Linked DNA regions of Mus musculus: region 1 is linked to region 2. Evidence: chromatin contacts called from public Hi-C data. All regions are on one chromosome and are shown on one strand. Each heading gives the region's core, a stretch centred on a gene start, on an enhancer-like site or on the middle of the called end of the contact. The rest is flanking DNA. Distances are from core to core; before and after follow the strand shown. Region 1 overlaps Exoc4 (exocyst complex component 4). Region 2 holds the start of Exoc4 (exocyst complex component 4).

The links. A called contact is a pair of places that touch in the nucleus more often than the background predicts.
Region 1: a Hi-C map of myeloid progenitors shows a contact between it and region 2, with 1.7 times the contacts expected there. The contact joins the enhancer-like site here to the promoter of Exoc4 in region 2. A contact is called at or near these places in 3 of 39 promoter capture datasets (3T3-L1-derived adipocytes, the C10 cell line and hippocampal neurons), 7 of 484 Hi-C or Micro-C datasets (the HL-1 cell line, cerebral cortex, cortical neurons and 4 more) and 4 of 115 datasets of contacts at active chromatin or transcription factors (bone marrow-derived macrophages, embryonic stem cells and neural tube).

The regions. Positions count from the first base shown.
Region 1 is chr6:33,399,839-33,406,407 of GRCm38.p6, forward strand. All of the region lies in intron 7 of Exoc4 (exocyst complex component 4), which reads left to right. Among named protein-coding and RNA genes, the nearest start is that of Gm38785, 40 kb to the right of the region's middle. Within about 2 kb of position 1,538, at least 20 of the 459 cell types and tissues checked have an H3K27ac peak or open chromatin away from gene starts, as enhancers often do. A contact at or near this core is called in the HL-1 cell line, bone marrow-derived macrophages, granulocyte-monocyte progenitors and 1 more, where this site is marked.
Region 2 is chr6:33,246,541-33,253,594 of GRCm38.p6, forward strand. Exoc4 (exocyst complex component 4) reads left to right here and starts at 2,588. Exons shown (of 18, transcript NM_009148.4): 1 at 2,588-2,698. The coding sequence starts at 2,613. It also overlaps the pseudogene Gm1401.

The DNA of each region.
Region 1 (6,569 bases), core at 288-2,787, 150 kb after region 2:
ACTCAATGCTATTTTGATAAGATTACTTGCAGTGATTATTATATAGTCCTTCGTTTTTGTTTATCCTTTCACCTTTCCTGCTTTCACGTTACTGTATGAACATTTTGAGATAGCTAAAACTTAAATACTTTGTGTAATGAATCTCAGTTTAACTGAAGGTGTATTGATGCCCCAGAAAAGCTGAAGGATCAGGGTGAGTACTAACCAAGGGAGAGATGACTGCAGGATAAATATCAAGGTTATTAATAGTTGGGTTGGAAAGACTGATAAAGGAGAAGCGGGTAGGATAATGACTTAATAAGTACAATAGTATTGAAACAATGGAGTCTTAGGCTATTAGGGAAAGAATTGACAGAAACATGGCTTTTTATGTTGTGTGATAATCAATTTTAATGATGTTTTCCTTGGACCTAAAATAATGAACCAAGTATAAAACTTCTTTGCAATAATGGTTTGAACATTATTTAAAATATTTCTTTAGGAAATTATCAGCCTTCCATTTGTTTATGAAATTTCCTTCCTTCCTTTTGTTAGTTAATTTATTTTATTGAGTATTAGAACCAACATTTTTGTATAATTTTAAATAATTTGAAATTTTAAAAAGTTAAGATACAATTTACCTTTAGTAAAATATCATTTTAGAAGATAGTATTAGTTTCTTTTAATATTTTAATATTCTCTCAATTATCAACACTTTCTAAAACTGGAATGTGTTTGTCATTCAGAAAGGAAGTTGGTCATCAACTGTCAATCACCATCACCAGTGTCTCCTTTTCCTTTTTCTCAACCTTTGGTAACCACCAACTTCCCTTTGACTCCATATATCTATTTTTTTCTCTATACTCTCTATAAATGAGATTGTTCATTACATTGCCTTTGTGTATTGGTCTATTATACAGTGTAAAGTTTTTAAGGGTCATTTGTGTAATAGCCTACCTATCTCAGTTCCAGTATTCTTACTGTTTCTTATATTTTTAATTTTATTAATTCTTTGAAGATTCCATGTAATGCATTTTGATTGTCATCATCCCCTCCACTCACCTCTCCACATTCCTTAACCATCCAAATTGGTTTAATACCTTTTTGACTTTTTAAACAGTTGGTTATAGTTGGTTCTGCACATATACTCTTGTGTATGTGGACTTCACTGGAATGTAATCACCCATTTGGTCATGTACCATTTAAGAAAAACACCTCACTTTTTATTAGCTATTAACTGCCAACATTTTTTTGTCGGTGGTGAGACTTTATGCTTACCTCCCTTCTTCATGCTGGATTTGTCTGGCCTGAGCCAGCTCAGGTCTTGTTTGTGCTAGCTCAATTGCTGAGAATTCATTGGTGCAACTTCTCTGTGGTGTTTGAAAGCCACTGTTTTCTTGCAGTCATCCACATTATGGGTCTTGTGATCCTTCCATACCTTTTTCTGCCACAACCCCTGAGCCTTAGGATTAGCACATGTGATCTAGATGCACCTTCAGCATGGAGCAGTCTCAGTTCCTCATTCTCTGCCCTTAGATCACGTGTGGGTCTCCGTGTTCATTACCATCTGCTGCAAAGGGAAACTTTCTCTGCTGAGAGTTGGCTCTTGCATCCATTTATGGGTTTAGCAATAAGTCAGTGGAAGCTGGCTCAACACTATCCATTTAGCAGAGTGATAGTAGTAGCTTCCCTTCTAGGGACTGTGACATGGCTAGCCACATGTTCTTGGCCTTAACTTCAATTGGAAAATGGAGAGTACTCCAGTGGCATTCTGGCTACTGTTGTACCAGTGGGCCTGTCCTGTCAGGCCAGTCATTGTAGTGACAGGGCTCACAGCTAGGTAAGATTGTCGATTCATTTTATCCTCTTGTACTGTACACAGCACCTTCTCGCACTATGAACTCTCGCCAGTGGGGGTGAAGCTTCCCACTCAGCACCAGCTTGAATTCCCTCGTTCTGTCACTCCAGCAAACAGTGTTTTCAGCAGTGTGGGCTTACTGACACATTGTGAAGGATAACCAAAAGCATTGGCTAGAGCCTATAATATTGTGTGGGATGGGTGTATTGATGGGACTTCACTTGCCAACAACGCCAAAGGAAGTAACCCTTCATTGCATTGGCTTTTTAATTTGGCATCTTGTGATGTCTAATAGATGCTTTGTTGCCCTGATAAAGGGTAATTCCATTCAAACTGTTTTTATATGTGTGTTTAATTTATTCTTTTATTTACACATTTACCTATCTACTTAGTGTATGTACACAGTAAATGACATGTGTGTCATAGCACATGAGGTGAGAGGACTACTTGGAGGAAATGGCTCCTTCCTTCAGCTCTGGGTTATGGGGCCAAAGTCAGGTTGGCAGCTTTGTTGGTGAGTGCCTTTATCTACTGAGCCATCCCATGGAACTTTGCATTTAACTTTTTGAAGAAACTACCTGTTTCTTAAGTTAGCCCTACTATTTTATATTCTTTCCATTTTGTTCATATTATTTGAAATCTGAAAGACATATTACAGAAAAATGATTTTTTAAACCAGTCTCCTTGGACCTCATGCATGGTAGATTGAATTATTATGTGAAGCTCTGGAAAGTCATGGGATTTTAGAGCTAAAGAGTTGTGACAAGTCCGTCTTTCTAGTCTTGTGCATTTTGTTTGCTGTATTTGCTCTGTCTAGTGCGGTGCTGTAAATAGTAGGTGCTTAGTACATGTTTCTCAATTAGTGAATCCAGTTACTCTGCCATACCTCCTCCATAAAGGGAAATAGTGCCTAGAGAAGTGAGGTGACGTCCTAACAGTCATTCAGAGGCTAAAGGGCCACGCAGTCTACCATTCTCTTCCCCCTGTCTTTGCCTTTAGTCAGTGTTAGCTCCCGGTTCTTCCTGACCCCTTGGTCTTTGATGACCTGGTACAAGGCTGCATGATTGTTTTCTAGCTGTGTTTTGAGGCCTTATTGACATTTAATGAGTGGTCTTGTTCTCATGAAGTCATTTGCATGTTTACTGCTGAGTCCAGAAACATAAAAAGCGAGAAACATTTAAATAACTGCATTTTATCTAAGAAAGATAAATTACAGTTAACCATCAATATATAGATAACTTTCAGAGCTGCCAAGATTATTAGACTGTAGAACACAAAAAATTTGTGCCTTCCCTTGTGAGTCACTTCTCTTAAAAAAAAAAAAAAAGACAAACCAACAACAAAAACAACAAAAAACCCCCAAAAAACCTCTCAACTAATGATCTGAAAGAAAGACAGGTTAATCCAAGCCTGTTCTTTACTAGTATTTGTTCCTAATCACCCCATGGACACAGTAATCTATCTTTTCAGCCTTTCCCCCTCATTCTCTCTTCCAGAGTAACATATGTGTAAATTAACTGTAGCACAGTGCAAGTATCACCCTGTGTGGGAGAAGTGGTCTTTGAACCACATTTGTATGTTAAGTGGAGGTTCGTGCTAGAACGATATATTATAGACTGGATGTTCAGTGAAGTTAAGATTTCACTGTGTAGAAGCTGTGCTAGAAATTTGGAGCCTTGGCGTACAATGAACATATATTTCAGTTACTTTTTATGAAGATTTATGAGATATGGAAAGAAATAGGCATTCCAGTTTCTTTAGTTAAAATTCATTTTGAAGGTATGTAGAGTTCCCAATTTTTTAGGTGACTTTTAACTAGTCAGTAATACTGATATCAAAGTAACAGTCTTTAAAGTTCCCTAAATTCTGGTTATACTTTTTCCAAATTTGTGGGATGCATCCAAAAGAGGATCATAAATCTATTTATATTATAATTGTATTCTTAATCTATTCCATTCATGTTGTATGTGGGTTGACTGTGGGTTGACTGTGGGAGAATATAAAAGAATTATTTGCTTTTCTTATTGTGTGAAATGGGGCATCGTTGTACAGACAGCATGGTGTTATAATGAAAACAAATTCCCATGGGCTTTTATATAGATTTACATTCAAATTCTGCCCGTGTATTTACTTGTTTAAGTCTTAGATCTTTATCAAGGTGCAGTCCCCTATTTGTACAATGTGAGTAACAATTATTTCTACTTTTTGGCAGATTTGGTGAGATGATATATGGGACACATAGTGGATATTTAGTAGTTGGTAGTGAACTGTGAGGTCTAAGGCTCATTTGATTTCATATATATATATATATACATAAATATATATGTTTATATATGTGTATATATTTATATTTGTTTTGAAGAGTATATAACTGGTTATATGGTTGACAAGTTAACTCTTAAATGTGAATAGTCAGAACATTTAAACTTTATATTATATGTTTATTTGTAGCTGCCGTAAATCTCCTTGTTAAGTGATTTCTGTGCTCTTCTGGTTTCTGCTAATGACACTACTATAGCTTACATTATCCAAATTGGAACCCTTGACACAATGTTTCTTCTCATCTATTTGTAATTCTTCTGTCTAGTGGTTGTTCGTATGCAAAACTTATATTGCATAAAATATTGTGCTGTTTTAAAGCAGACAGTTTAGGAAATACATAGAACCAAACAGTAGATTATATAGTTATTCTGATCACTCTGATTTTGTAATTAGTTGTCCTTTGTTTTCATGACTTTAACATGATCATAATTTACAATCATTTTTCTTACTTAATTTCTATTTTCTAGTGGTGTTATAATGGGCAAATTTATACAGACATTTTCCCCCATCCCTGTTGGTGTAGTGACGATAGAATTCCTTAGAATATCATTAGTGTCAGGCTGTGAGTGTAAGCCAGTAGACACCCCTGTAGTGCTGTGTCTGAGACTGTAGTATATTCAGCACATGCTTATTTTCTAACTCAGGTCCATATCTCTCTTTTATTTTCCATGGAGCCTTATGAGTCCTTGTTCCTTACTTTGGGTTTGGACATGTGCCTTTCCATGACCAATGACATGTTAACAGATTTGCTGCAGCAGAAGCTAGAAGTGTGTTTATGCTATGGCCTTGTGCTTTGTACTTCTATCAGTTGTCCTGAGTGAGCATGCTCGTAAATAGTTGCTAATTGATGGAGATGAGTGACCAGTGCTGGAGCTGACCTGTAGCTTTTTACCAAGTACAGCTGAGCCTGCCCTGCAGCTGAATTCTAGACAACCAGATTGTTGTTGTATTCTGCCCAGCATAGGGTAGTTTATACTCACTAATGTTGTGGCTGTAGCTAAGGGATACAGGATGATGGTGGTGTAAAGGTTGTTCCCTGGGTCCTGATTTTGGAGCATTGTCTTTCCATGTAAAATCAAGGTCTTTACTGTTTCAAAGCACCAATGCATCACAAAACCAGCATCAAAATAGGCCCTATTGAGAACGGAAATCTCTCACAAGGGATGAGAACAGTACAGATTTGGAAGAGGGTTTTGGTCTTCATTAGCTGATTCCCCAAGCCTGTCACTGGCAATTGTTATAGGAGATTATGGTAGTGCTTCCCTCCCCCTTGGATAAAATAGTTATATTTTCTTAGTGGTAACAAGGGAAGTGAATCCACACAGCCTCAATTATGAAAAGAGCCTATTAAAATTCCATTTTGTTTTTTTTAGAAGTAAACATATAAAGGAAGCTGGAGGAGGCCAAGCACCTTTTTAAAAATAATGATTGTCTTGGGCTAATTCTTTCACTGTGCCTTCAGCATCATTAGCTGCCAATCCTACTGTGTGGTCTCATTCGCAATCAAAACTGATTGGAAAGGAAAGGCCAGGGTGCCAGAGACTTCCCTAAAGCAAAGAACTCAGAAACCTGGCCATCGCTTAAACTGCTTACCCTCAGCAGTACTTCCATTTACTTTTCTTTCAGCTGGGGTGGGGTATTGTTCAGCGGGTATTGTAATACATATTTCAGAAGAGAATACTGGAAAAAGAAAAGGATACTTTGTGCAAGCTCGGCCTGTTCTCAGCATATCTCTTTCTTGCCCATTTCCTTGTGATCTTTCCCTTTGCTCTGAGCTCCCCCCTCTGGCATTCATGGTATATTTCCTCTTCTGTAATTGCAAATTGCAAAGCTTCCCTCCCAAATCATTTTGCAAATGCTTTAGATTGTACAATGACTGCAGGGGCAGTTTGCTAGAGAGGGAGGCAGAGGAACAACCTGCAACATTTACTTAGAGTCACTACAGAATAAAATAAACAAAACAAAACAAAACACTTCAAACCAAAAACAAAACAAAACAAAACAGAAAAACAATGTACCATTGATGTTGCTTCAAAGATCCAGCTTGTTAGAACCATTTTCCTTCCCTCCTGTGCCAGGTCTCTTGTGAGATCATGGACAGATCCATCTGGCTCTTTGCCATTGCAGTCAATCTTTATCATTATCCTGATATGTCATGCTGTCTTTCTCTCTGTCTCTCACTGTCTCACTGTCTCTGTTTGCGTGAGACTTATTTTGAGTAAATTCCTATGTTGTATTTTCTTTAAAAGATGATTGGTAATGCCCAGTTCTTTTCAATTAAAATACTGTTTTAGATTCACATTTTCAGCTTATCTCAGATTTCCACAAGAGAGAATTTTATCTTTTAAGCATAAACATTAGAACACAAGTTCTGATGGAAAATTGTATCATGTGCATTTATCTTGTTCAG
Region 2 (7,054 bases), core at 1,338-3,837:
CACCCCTCGCCCAGGACTGCAGAAACACATCGGGGAGAGGGGAAGTATGTTGAGACACCAAAGTCCCAGGACTGAACTCTTAGCTTCTTCAAACCAGTCTTTACTCTCAGCAGGGCTTCAGGGGTTTCCTCTTGGCCCACCTGAGAAATTAGCCCCACCTGTGTGGACTCAGCAACCCACCGAGGGAAGCCAGCAATGAGGGAAGCCAGCAACGTGTCTTGGCTCTCTGGCCTATGTTAAGTGTGGGTGGGCTAAAAGAGCCCCATAACCTATTCCCTCCTGGAGGGCAGGCTGAGTTCCCAAGTTAGGAACAACTTCTACAACTCTTGAAATTTATAAAACAAGTTTTGAGCCATATTTAAAAACAAACAAACAAACAAACAAAAAAAACAAGAATCTAACTCCAAAAGGGGGTCTTTAGAACAAGCTAAACGGTTCATTTAAATTATTTATACTAGTTATTAACAAGGAAGCTACAAATGGAAGAGAAATTGAGGGTAATAACTTCCTGGAACTTACCACATACCTCTATGGCCCCATACAACTGTGGGAAGACATGTGAAATGCTAGAGTGGGCCCTGGAACTGGCCACTAGTCCCTGTGGTGTGACAATGCACCAGAAAAGAGAAAACCAGAGACCTGCAGGGGCTAACAAAACAACAGACCCAGCAACAAGGCCAAGATAGCAAAGGCTGGGGCCACAGGTCCCTCTCTCCTGCGCCTCAGATTAGCCTCTGTGCTCAGCCAAGGAGGACAAAGCAGGAGCAATTCTCCTCCGGAGGGCAAGTGGGCCTGATTCCAAGAGGGCAAAATCTCCTGGACTATTCCAGAACACAGCCTGCTCCGCGCCAAAGAAAGCCTGCTGTTCAGTTGCACTGGAAAACGTGCTGGGAAGACCTGCAGGGCCCTCCTGCTTGTACAGCATCTTCTGTTTAACCATGGCCCCATCTGCCAAGTGGGTACCTTCTTCCACTGAGTCACCCACCATCTCTGCACCCAACTCCACTTCTTCCTCTGGCTGGCCAAGAACCTTCAGAGAGACCAGCGTCTCATAGCTGCTTTCCATAACATTTCTGTAGAGCTCCTTCTGCCAGTCCTCCAGGTTCTCACACTCTCGTTCTGAGAAACAGACCCCATCATTCTCAAGGGACCCGGACACCTTTGGGGTTTCCCCTTACTGCCGGGAGGCAACCAAAGGACCCAGAAGTTATTGTGGCGAAGCAGGTTCTCTACATTCTCCAGTCGTGGCGGTAGCAGCCTGTACTCCTGCAGCAGGGTCCCCAGCACGGCCCACTTGCCCTCCGGCTGGTTGCTGAACTCTCTGGCTCGAAGTCAGCCAGCTTCTTCTCTGCTGACCCTGCACGTCCCTCCAGGTTCTGCACTCAGGCAGCCCGGGATTCCATCTTCTTCTCCACAGCTTGAATAGCAGCCACCACTGTCCAAAGTGAGATTTCTGTGGTCTGGAAGTATGGGCTTTTCTCTGTTGTTTGTGAAGGTGGTGTGGCTGGAGCTAAAGGTGTGGAGCGCCGTTTCCTTCTGTGCAGAGCAGGTGTCGACTCCTCCGACTCCTCCATGGTCTCAGTCGCCCCACAACACCGACTGGAGGGAAAGTGCTTGGACTTTGTGCCTCTCCACCAGACGCCCAGACCCTTCTGGAAGCCGCCACCGCTGCTGTGCTGATACAAGGTGTGCTATGAGAGTAACCCCCCCCCCCCCCCGCCCGAAGAACTGCAGTGGTTCCTCCTTTTTGGGACTTTTTTTTGAGTGCTTTTATTTTAAAAGTATGGTTGAATTTCTACAAAAGATTTTCCTGTATCCATTGAAATTGGTCTGTGGTTCTCAACCTGTGGGGTTGACTCCTTTGGGGTTGCATATCAGATATCCTGCATATCAAATATTTACATTACAAGTCACAACAATAGCAAAGGTACAGTTATGAAGTAGCTATGAAATAATTTTATAGTTGGGAGTCACCACAACATGAGAAACTATATATATATATGTGACAGCCCCTAGGACAGGTACTTTTCCCCCTCACAGCCTGCAGCCTGCGACTTGGCATAACCGCAACAGTGAACTTGTACATAAGACGAATATAGAAACATTCAGTCTCAGAAAAATACCAAAGAAAAATCTCTGTGCGTGTACATTTTTGCATTTGGTTGATTTAAAGATGGTATTTGAAGTTAATATTTTTGCACACACAAGCATTCTTTTGGGACCTTTGTTTAAATAGAAGAATCTGCAATTTATCATCAGATACATTAAGTTAAAGCGTGTAAAATTATAAAATGGAGTAAACTGAAAAACAACTTAAGGTCTGTCTGAAGAGATCTAAAGAGACAGTAAGGAGGCTTGATGAAGTTGCCCTTGGTTTATTGTCCAGGCATGCCCGGGACCGGCAGAAGAACTACATTTCCCAGAATGCTTAGAGAGGACAGGAGCCTCAGCCTCCAGCTGAGTCTCAGTCCCGCCTCCTAACTCCAGGGATTGGGTTTTTCACTTCCGCGCCTAAGCGCTTCTCTTCTGCCATTGGTGGATGTTCCGGGTCAGCCGCGGAGTTTACACTTTCCCGGTCCTGTCAAGCACCTGGCTCTCGCTCCCGTACCAAGATGGCGGCAGAAGCAGCTGGTGGGAAATACAGGAGCACAGTCAGCAAAAGCAAAGACCCCTCGGGGCTGCTCATCTCGGTGATCAGGTGAGGGAGGCAGGAGGCAGGCAGGGTGAGGTCAGGGCAGCGGCTGGACTTCCGCGGTGGAAGGGAGAGGCATCGGCTGGGCCCCATCCGCCGGCCCTTCTCTCCCTTTTGGCCTCCCCCGCCCCTCCCCAGGGCCTATTGCCCGCCCCCGCCGGGCAGTGTTCTAAGACTCTCTGGGGCCGGGGTTAAGGGGAGGACACCCCACCTCCCCAGTCTTCTCCTCGGGGCATGGCCTTTACTTCTGTCCCCGGTCCTAAAAGCTGGCCCGCTTGGGTTCGGGAAGAAACCCAGCGCAGGTGTACTCATTCATTCCTACAACAGGTTCTGGTTGACCCTGGTGCTGTGCACACTCCTGAAGGCCGGGAGGTGTCCTGGGCTCGTGGGGATCAGGCCCAAGTTTCCTGTTAGGAGTTGCAGAGTGTCCAACTTTGGGCACTTTCCACTACCTGTGAATAGCCACAGCTTCAGATCCTAGGTTTTGCGTGAGCTGTTAGCATTGAATATTAAAGTGATCCATCCATCCTTCCTTCTTGTTTTGCTTTTTTCTTTCCTTTTCCTTCCTTTCTTCTTTCTTTCTTTCTTTCTTTCTTTCTTATTGCTTTCTTATTCCAGTTTCTTACTCAAAACCATACAAAAATAGAATTTCAAACTGCCCTCCTCATTACTTTTTCCCTAAACTATTAGGGTGAGAGTGGGGGTGGTTGACTATTTACTAGTCTTCTTCTTCTTATTTTTAAATGTTTAAAATGTTAAACAGACTTAGATCAGCCTGAATAAAATGCATTATGACACACTTATCCATTGTTGTCATTTGCATTTCATCCCATATATTTTCCTAAAACAAATACCCCTTGCTTCCCACTTTCCTCGACTTATCCTTCACTTTGATTTGAGTTAAGAGAGCTCCTGTAATGATCCTGATTATCTTTTTAAAACCTAGGATCCACCAGAATCTGGTAGGTTAAGCCCTTGAGAGAATGGGTAAATCAAGCTTTGAAAGGCTTTAAAAGTTTACCATTTAATCGACTGAAAAGGACCCGTGTATTGGTTTATGGCAGAGTTTAAGAGAATGGCCTGTTTTTATCAATTTTATTTTAAAACGAGAGGATAGAACTGTCTGTGAAAGTGATACACTTTGTAGGCCCTGAAGAGAAAACACTGCAGGCACACATTCTTAGTTTAACAATGTACAGTTCAGATTTATCCCATGATATTAAAACCTCAGCCGGAGCCTTTGTAGTAGTGCGCCTTAATTTTCTCTGGAATTCTAATATGAGTGTTTGGAATCCTTTTCTGATCTTGTTTTTTTTTTTTTTTTTCCTGCCAGATAGTCAACACTCTCTTATACAGTAGATAAGTATGTAGTATGGTGCCTAGCATTTATTTAGTACTTAGGAAATATTTGTTGAATGAGGGAATGAGTGACCTGAGTTATGTATGCAAAGACAAGATATATTATCCCCTTTGAGGAGAGTATGGGCCTGGAGAAAGATGGCGATTCAGAATTCATGGAAGGAGTGGTCACTTCCATGGAAGTGGAGTGAGTTAGGGAGAATAACAACTGTAAACAAATGTCCCGTCCTCTTCCTTGTGCTTCTGAAACTTTAGGCTATATGTCAGATTCCTTAAGTGGCAGTTAGATTTACCCTCAACATGTGATACTTAAAAACTGAAAAATAACTTAAAAGCTTTCTGACGGATTCTGCTGTGGAGTCGTATATTTACCTGTAAGGACCAATTCCTTGCCGTTTCCAGGGGGCATCACCACTGCTGGACAGTGTACCTCATTGTTTTGTGTTGAGTTATGGCAATGGTTCCACCTTTAATACACTTCCCCATGTTGTGATGATCTCAACCATAAAATTATTTTGTTTCTACTTCATAACTGTAATTTTGCTACTGTTATAAATTGTAATGTAAATACTTGCTATTTGACCCCAAAGGGGTCAAGACATACACCACAGGTTGAGAACCACCAAAGTTACATGTAGCCCCGTCTGGCTTCAGACTCATTGTGTAGATAAGAGTAACCGTGAACTCTTGCTTCCATCTCCCAAGCCCTGGAGCACGGGTGTCCACCACCACATCTGGCTTTCTTTGGTTATCCATCCCTCATGCTCGCCTGCATCACCCTCACTTTATCACTATGATTTTGGCCCAGACATCTTTTACTTTGGCTTTTGTTGTGAAGTACTGCTTTAATTTTAACTCCTAATCCAGATGGTGTCAGGACACATGCATGACATGTTCCCTTTACTGTGTTTTTTACAACCATGCTGTCGAGGTATATCCACACTTATGATTCTAGGCAAGTTTAATAAAGATTGGGCTTCGTGATTATGCACGAACACAAGATTCGATGTTTTTGCTGCTGAAGTGTTGCTGTTTGTACCTCAGCATTTCTTTTTATACCGAAAAGTTTGGCTTTGGATTGAGGGAAGATGTTGCCAATCTCTTTTGGTATTTTCTTCCTGATTCTCTTTTGTGCTTAATCCAGTGAGAGGAGAAGGGTAGTATAACTTCAGCGGTGGGATTTGGGGTGGGAGGAGTCTGGGCTGGCAGACAGGAGTAGGCCTGTGTGTTTCTCATGAGTAACTGTGTTTCTGCTCTTGGTATCTGTTTAGCTCCTGCCCTTCATGCTGCTTCTGTTGCACAGCACAGTCATTATTCTCAGGTCCTCCCATGTACTTGAGTTATCTCCTCTGTCTTTAACTTTTCTCAGATTCTCTCAAGAGACTAGACCTTTTCCGGTTGCTTTGGCAACAAGCTTCACAAAGGGAAACCCATTTTAGGGTTGTGTTTATAAAGTCCGAGTATTCCGGAAAGGGTCCTTGGTGCTTGCTAGCTCGTTCTTGTTGCCTTTCACCTGGCATTTGTCACAAAATAGGTTAGTGACAGACTCCACTGTCTTTTGAACAGTTTGATTGGCTCACCTTTATGGCTTTACATCACTGAGCAGCAGCAGGTTTTCTGGTGTTTTGGAATGTTTACAAATTTCCTTCAGTTCTTTTTCAGATGTATAAAAATACTATTTCTATACTAGGTTTAGTGTTGTCACAATTTATATTGCATCTATCTGTCTGTCTATCTATCTATCTATCTATCTATCTATCTATCTATCTATCTGAGATATGATCTATAGCTTTGCCTGACTTATATTTGCTGTGTACACCAGGCTGGCCTTGAACTCACAGAGATGTATTTACTCTGCCTCCCAAGTGCTGGGAATAAAGATGTGAGTCACCACAGTTGGCTAAAATGTTATTTTTAATAGTTTGAAGAGAAGAACATTTATTGTTGTAGACACTTTATAGTACTGGATTAAACTCCAGATAAGGTGTAGTGTAAGGACTGAGCTAGTACACACAAAGGAAATGCCCCAGTCTCATTGCCACTTTTTCCTTTTGTTTGTATGTGGATTTTTGAAATAGGCTTGCATGTAGCCCTCACTGTCCTCAAACTTGCTATCTAGGCACCAATAATTTAGAATGTCTTATCCTGCTTCCACCTCCTAATGCAGATTCTGGGAGTTCAGGCTTGGCCCACCACAGCCAGTTCTCATTGCCTAGAGTACTAACTAGATAATGACACAGTGGTTTTGTTGGCATCAGAGTCTGTCAATGAGAATTTAAAATAAAGAATAGAAATACAGTACAGTACAACTGCATTCTTATATTTGATCGAAAGGGAACTTTGAGATATGTAAATTAAAATTTTAGTCACTTAAAAAAAGTCCTGAATAAACATATTTCAGGCCAGTCAGGTGTGTGATGGTTCACTATCGTGTCTGTGAGGAGAGATAGTGCTTGTGATTGGTCTTTTGGAGACTGCTACTAACTATAGATCGAAGTCACCACTGGCCCTTTACAGCAGAAATAATTGGGTAGACAGTGTCCTGTTTGAATGTTTTACACACACACACACACACACACACACACACACACTCTCTCACATACTCTTCACACACCATATCTACCGTCTTTCCTATTGATTACTTTACCTCAACCTTTTGTTTGGTGTGAAGTTGAAGTTGTGAAAGGAGCAAGATGGCATTTTGGAGATGTTATTTTATTTTTGTGAGTTCTTGTGAGGTTTTTAATTGGGTAATGTGTCTACCACTTACTGTTAGGTGATTTGCTTTCCAATTAAGCATTGACTCTCCCTTCTTTGTATGTCAGCCTGTAAATAGCCAGTTTAATTGGAGAGACAAACTCTGGTTGGGACTTAGAGAGACCTTATTGAAACCTTGGAGCAGAACTTTTGTAGACAGCCTGGTTGCAGATGCCAAGGAGGTTTGAAGGCAGTTGGAAACTCACATTTTCATCAACTTTTATGTCTTCACAGAAGTTGGAATTT